2 separate regions of the Mus musculus genome follow, and region 1 is linked to region 2. Evidence: chromatin contacts called from public HiChIP or PLAC-seq data. All regions are on one chromosome and are shown on one strand. Each heading gives the region's core, a stretch centred on a gene start, on an enhancer-like site or on the middle of the called end of the contact. The rest is flanking DNA. Distances are from core to core; before and after follow the strand shown.

Evidence for each region. HiChIP or PLAC-seq counts read pairs in DNA pulled down with a chosen protein or histone mark.
Region 1: a contact with region 2 is called in an H3K27ac HiChIP or PLAC-seq map of large pre-B cells, with 2.2 times the contacts expected there. The contact joins two enhancer-like sites. A contact is called at or near these places in 5 of 484 Hi-C or Micro-C datasets (B cells, ECoMG myeloid progenitors, the G1E-ER4 cell line and 2 more) and 3 of 115 datasets of contacts at active chromatin or transcription factors (embryonic stem cells, large pre-B cells and stem cell-derived neural progenitor cells).

The regions. Positions count from the first base shown.
Region 1 is chr7:49,730,556-49,733,714 of GRCm38.p6, reverse strand. No RefSeq gene overlaps it. Among named protein-coding and RNA genes, the nearest start is that of Gm32962, 21 kb to the left of the region's middle. Within about 2 kb of position 1,749, at least 4 of the 459 cell types and tissues checked have an H3K27ac peak or open chromatin away from gene starts, as enhancers often do.
Region 2 is chr7:49,495,310-49,498,573 of GRCm38.p6, reverse strand. The region is part of intron 11 of Nav2 (neuron navigator 2); the gene reads right to left. Among named protein-coding and RNA genes, the nearest start is that of Gm51447, 59 kb to the right of the region's middle. Within about 2 kb of position 1,368, at least 121 of the 459 cell types and tissues checked have an H3K27ac peak or open chromatin away from gene starts, as enhancers often do.

The DNA of each region.
Region 1 (3,159 bases), core at 500-2,999, 230 kb before region 2:
CTGCTGTCCAGAGGAAACCTTCCTTTTTAGTTTTTAAAAGTATTCTTCTGAGACTATCATCTTTCTCATATTTTACATTTTTATTTATTTAGCCAATAATGCATAAACTGCACACATTACAGAGTACCATATGTTATTTTGATGCGTGTATATGTAGGGTTATGTTTAATGTTTAAATCAGAATAAGCAAGTCCATCCCCAGCCCAAACACTTAGCGTTTCTCTGCAGTGATATTTCTAAACTTTGTGAGGTGTGAAAATAACATAAATATTGAAAGACGGTAAACAAATACAAATGATCTAAAGTGACAAAGGACAAGTTGGTTTCCTCTTTCCCTCCACCTTGAACTGCTTGTCTGTCTTACCAGCACACACAAACACAGAGACCGACACACAGACAGGCAGACACACACACACACATACACACACACACACACACACACACACACACACACACACGACCAGAGGAGACATCGTGTGTTCCGCTCTATCCCCCTCCACTTTCTTCACTTGAGTCTCTCCCTGTTGAGCTGGTGTCCAGCAGACCTGGTGATCCTCTTGTTTCTGTCCTCCATATCCCTGGAGTTACAGGTGTTATGTGTGTGGTCATGTCCAGCTATTCATACTGTTTTAAAGATACTCCATGTCCTTCCACAGAGAAGGTTCAAAACCCCAGTGAGGGAGAATTCCAGGATGAGGTGGCAGAATCAAAGCATCCTTTCCATGATCCTCCTGAGAAGAGTGAGGACACCAAAGGGAAACCATAGAGTGAGAAAGGGCAAGAGATTCCGAACACAACTGTGCTGTATGATTTTAGGTCAATTTGACGCAAACTAAAGTCATTTGAGAGGAGGGACCCACAGGGCAGAAAATGTCTCCATGAAATCAGGCTGGAGGCAAACCTGTAAGACATTTTCTTAATTAGCGATTTATGAGGGAGGGCCCTGCCCATTGCGGTGGGGGCCAGGGAGCATCCTTGGGCTTGTGGTTCTGAGTTCTACAAGAAAACAGGCTGAAAAGGCCATGATGAGCAAGCCAGCAAGCAGCACCACCCCTCCATAGCCTCTGCATCAGCTCCTGCCTCCCGGTTCCAGCCCTATTTGAGTTCTTGTCCTGATTTTCTTCACTGATGAGCAGTGATGTAGGATAGTAAGCCAAATAAGCAAGTTCCTTCCCAACTTGCTTTTGGTCATGGTGTTTCATCAAAGCAACAGAAACCCTAAGACAATTTGCTACCAGACGCAGGGTATTGATGTGACAGAATTGGTCATGCTGTTTTGGGGGAGGATTGTGGAAAGACTTTAGAAGTTTGGTCTAGAAAAGCCATTGAGTATTGAGAAATCAGCGGGATATTCAGTAGGAGCTTGGAATATATGAATGTTGAAAGTACAGATGGTGGAGGCTTCACTTACGAAGTTTCAGCGGGAAGGGAAGACTATATTAGGCCTCGTGTGCAAAGAATCTGCGGTGTGTGGTCAGCTGGAACTGAAGAATCATCTGAGATGAACAAGAGCCTGGGGCAACTAAAGTAAAGTGTTTGCTTTGCTGGAAAAATGGATGCTGGTCAGATGGGACTACACAATCAGTCATGATCAAAAAGAGACCATCATCACTGAGGTTTCCTCCGTCAGCACACACAAGCTGTGTTCCAGACGTGGCCAAGGTTGCACCATGTGCGGGTAGCTGAACTTGATAGTGTAAGAGTCACCCTTGTGGTACGTACTGGTTTTGACGGCAGGAAAAGGCCATGGAGGGCAGCTGAGACTTGGCACTATAAGACAGACTGAAGTCCCCTGAGAGAGCCCAGGAGAGGCTGTTGGTGAAAATGCAGCTTAGCTGCAGGAAGAGGCCCCAGCAGTTTTGGAGATGCCAGTCCCATGGGATGGCTACCAGGAACAGCAGCAGAGGAGGAATGGAACCAGCTGGAGCTTCAAAGTCAAGCTGTGTGTGCTGAAGAGAGGCGAGCCAGAGGCTTGACCCAAGCCCTGTACAGGAGCCCAGAAGACTGGAAGTAAATCCCAGATGTTGGATATTATTTATACTGTTGGAATTTGGGGTTGCTTTGATTTCGTTGTGACTGCATCCTGGTTCTTCCTTCTTGAAGTAAAAAGGTATTTAACTTATTTTTATTTTATAGGAACCTACAATTGAGAGACATTATATTTTAAAAGATCTTGGATTTGAAAAGAAACTAAATTTAAAAAAAAAAAAGGCTGAATAAAGTGTTTGAATTTTTAAAGTCCATGGGGGCTTTTTAAGTTTCCAAATGTTTTACATTGTGTTGTTATTAATGGGTGATCTTAAGGTGAGCAAGATAGAAAAGGCTGTGCTTAACAGCGATGTGTTTGTGTCAAGTTGACAAGGGGTCAATTGTGCCGGATACTTTTATGTTAACTTTAAAACAAGCTAACGCCATCTGAAGAGGGAACTTCAGTGAAGAGAATGCCTCCAGAAGATCTGTCTGCAGGCAAGTCTTTAGAGCATTTTCTTAATTAGTGATTGATGAGGGAGGGCCCAGCCCATTGTGGATAGTGCCACCCTGAGCTGATGTTTCTGGTTTCTACAAGGAAGCAGGCTGAGCAAACCAGTAAGCAGCATTCCTCCATAGCCTCTGTATCAGTTCCTGCCTCCAGGTTCCCAGCTACAGGTTCCAGCTCTGTTTGAGTTCCTGTCCTGACTTCCTTCCGTGATGAGCAGTGAAGTGCACGTGTAAACCAAATAAACCCGTTCTTTCCTCCCCAGCTTGTCTTTAGTCATGATGTTTCAGCACAAAAACAGAGACCCTAACTAAGACAGCAATGGGGAATGGATGGGAATCTGCAAAGTCATTCACTCAGCAGTCCAGAACTAAGCAGCAGAGATGCTTAACACCCAGCTGTGTGGGAAGTGCATCACATCAGGCCACAAGCACAAGTCAGCCAGGAGTACAGGTCTTCTTAATGAGAAGGACAGAGAGAGAGAGAGAGAGAGAGAGAGAGAGAGAGAGAGAGAGAGAGAATGAGAGAGAGAGAGAGAGAGAGAGAGAGAGAGAGAGAGAGAGAGAGAGAGAGAGAGAAACACACATAGGCGCGCGCACACATATACACGTCAGCCAAGAGCACATATATTCTCAATGAGATACAGACAGTCAGGCAGGGAGGCAGGCAGGCAGGCAGGCAGA
Region 2 (3,264 bases), core at 119-2,618:
GGGATCTGATGCCCTCTTCTGGTGTGTCTGAAGACAGCTACAGTGTACTTATATATAATAAATAAATAAATAAATAAATAAATAAATCTTAAGAGAGAGAGAGAGAGAGAGAGAGAGAGGGAGGGAGGAAGGAAGGAAGCAAGCAAGCAAGCAAGCAGGCAGGACAGTGGAAGTCACTGTATGTTTTCTGCTCTCCCGGCACACACATGGGGGTACTGTATTTCCCTTCCAATGGAATGGAAATGGAGCAAAAGGACCTCCTTTGGTTCAATGTGGTCCTCCTCGGCTTTAAGAGACGTGTGGCTCACCACACTCGCCATCTCCTCATCGCGGGAACGATCAATTCTCAGTGTGAAGGAAAGTCCTTCTGGCTCCCTGGTTCCCAGGAAGAACAATGAGCCACACGACCTTCTACAGCAGCCGGACGGACGATAAGTGTGGGAAGTTTTGGAGTTGCTTGTTATTCAGCATAACCCAACCTAACTGGCCCCAGGACTTTCCAAGATCCCTGCATCCAGTCACATGAAGTTATTTTCTGCTGTGGGACACACTCTGGTTGGGTTTCAGGGCCTAGGCTTTGGGTTGCTGGGGGATTAAACACAGAGGAAGTTTCTGCCTTTTCCCTGGGCCCTTCATTCCAGCTTTCAATGTTAGGTATCTATCTATCTATCTATCTATCTATCTATCTATCTATCTATCTATCCCACCTTTAGTGCTCACGTTATCTTAGTTTTGCATATATGACCATTTGCCTGCATGTATGTCTGTACAGTATGTTCATGCCCAGTGTCCTAGGAATCCAGAAAAAGGACATCAGGTCCCCTGGAACTGGATTACAGACAGCCACTAGCCACCACATGGGAGCTGGGAGCTGGGAACTGAAAGTCCTCTCTCAGAGCAGCCAGTGCTCTTAACTTCCAAGTCACCTCTCCAGATCTCACACAACTTATCTTTCAACAAGTGCTGGAAGGTCACAGCTTAGGGAAAAGCAGTCTTTTGGGGTCACAGCTATGCTATCCAGCCCCCATTCAGCTGTGTGTCAGAGAATGGAGTGCCTCACGGGGCCGCAGTACCTTGGCCCTTCCTTTGTGAGTGGGAACACTGCCTGAGAACCATGATCCACGCTTGGCAGACTGTGGGTTTCCAGCCTTTTACAACCCTCTGGAGAATTCCTCGGAGGCTTAAGGTGCAGATGGTTAGCTTCCTGTCATCACCCGCCCCCTGTTCAACCCAGGTGGCCTCTGCCCACAGGATTGGATCGGTCTCTTGCTTAAAAAGGAAGCCGGTGGAAGGGGCAGACTGGGGGCCCTCCAGGAAGGCCAGTGTGGTAATTATCACCCTGTTGCAGCGGAAATAGAGATTTGCCTCCAAGGCCCCTTTTATGGGCTTTGAAACAGGGACTTTCACTCTCTCCCACTTTGTTCCTGGATGCACACGAGGGGAGAGAAAGGGGGCGTGGCATGGAAGGGTGGGAGGAGCCACGAGGAAGGGTGCAGACTGGCTTTTGCGCTGCAGCTGTATGGGTACAGCCCTTATGTGCATGACACAGAACAAAATATATTCTTGAACATACTAGGCGTTACTTGGCTCTCAAAAGGAGAAGGAAGAAGGATGAGAGGTGGAGGGTGGGGAAGAGAGAGTGGGAGGAGGGAGGGGGAAGAGATCCGGAGAGGGAGCGGCTTTCTGTGTTCTAGGTAGAGAGACTTGTGTCATGGGTTGAATGTGAAACTGGGCCCCGAGGCTCCAGTGTTGAGACTGCTGCTGCAGAGAGGTAACTGGAACAAGAGAGTAACTCACAAGCCTCATTGGTGGATTTGTTAGGATGCGTTCACACCAAAAGTGGGCTGACAGATGCTTGCTCTTAGAAGGTGCAATCTGTCCCCAGCTGCTTCCCACCAGCTGTGAGGTGAGCAACTCAACTGTGCCCTTAGGTCAGCCTCAGCTACAGTGAGTTCCAGGTTAATTAGAGCTAAATGACAGTGTTTAGCCAGTACCGAGAAAGGTTACATTTTTTTTGGAGGACTTCAGAAACTTCGCAGATTCTGGTAGCCCTGGATTTCTGGTGTCATTAACAAGATGCATCATCAGACTTTGAAATGAACTCTTCTTCCTCTCACCAAGGCCACGGAACTGAAGTCAGAACTCTCCGTGTCCCTACTCTGAGCCTTCGAGGAGGCCAAGCCTGGGTGGACGGATGTGCTGCGGGGAACAGAACGGTTGCTTTGTTCTGCCTGTGTCACGCAGTCTGGCAGCATGAGGGCTCTTGTGCTCTTGGGGAGAGCCCTGAGACTGGACTTGCAGGCTGCTCGTTAGCAGGCAGCGCAGCTACAGCCTCTCACAGCCTCCCAATTCAAGTGGGAATGGGACTGGCTTCAATTGAAGGCCAGGGTCAGGGGCCAAGTACAAGCTGCGAAGCCTACGTGTGTCCTGTGTCTGTTTTTTAAAAAGCAATCTCTAAGCTTTTCTGACATGGATACCATCTGGAGAGTGAAAAGACATCCATAATGTGAAAAGGGGGTGGGGGGAAACACAATAATAACAAAAAGATCCCTCCCCTTTCTGCTTCATTTCCCAGCCTGATCTAAAGTGTAGATTGAGCCCAATTCCCGTTTTATCAACACAATGTGACCTGGAAGTACCAGCGAGAAGGAACATCTATCTAATGCCCCAGCCTGCTGCCTGCTATTCCATAAGGACTGTCAACATCCCTGCACAAGGAGCCCCTTTGCAGTGTCCAAGAAAGAGATTCATGAGCGGCAACTTTCTACTGAGCTCTCTGCTTATAAGTATCTGAGTTACTAGAATCCAAGAACTCCTGACATGTTCACTCCCAACATGTTCAGGAGACACAGTGCTGCAGGCAGAAACCACTGGACTGATAGCCAGACTCTCGGCCATCTAGGCACGCTTCCTCCTCCTAAAGTGGCCTATGTTCTGCTATCCTATACGGGCCTATTGTGTGTACTGAGCTGCCTCCATCCCTTTCACGTCATCCTCCCTCCACAGCTGTCCAATGGCTGACTTTGCTGGATGTTGCCAAGTCACTATCAGAAAGGGTCTGGGATCCAGGGTGACAGCCCTGAACGGTGACAGGAGATGAAGGGGACTTGGTGTCTTGGATGTATCATCTTTATTATTCATCAGAACGGACTGATGATATAAAGACTCCAACTGACAAAGTTCCTATCTCCCAGGCCTCTGAAGGCATGTATTTCTTTCTGCAGGTGACTTTTAATAACCCTAAAAATGACACACTCAGGCCAT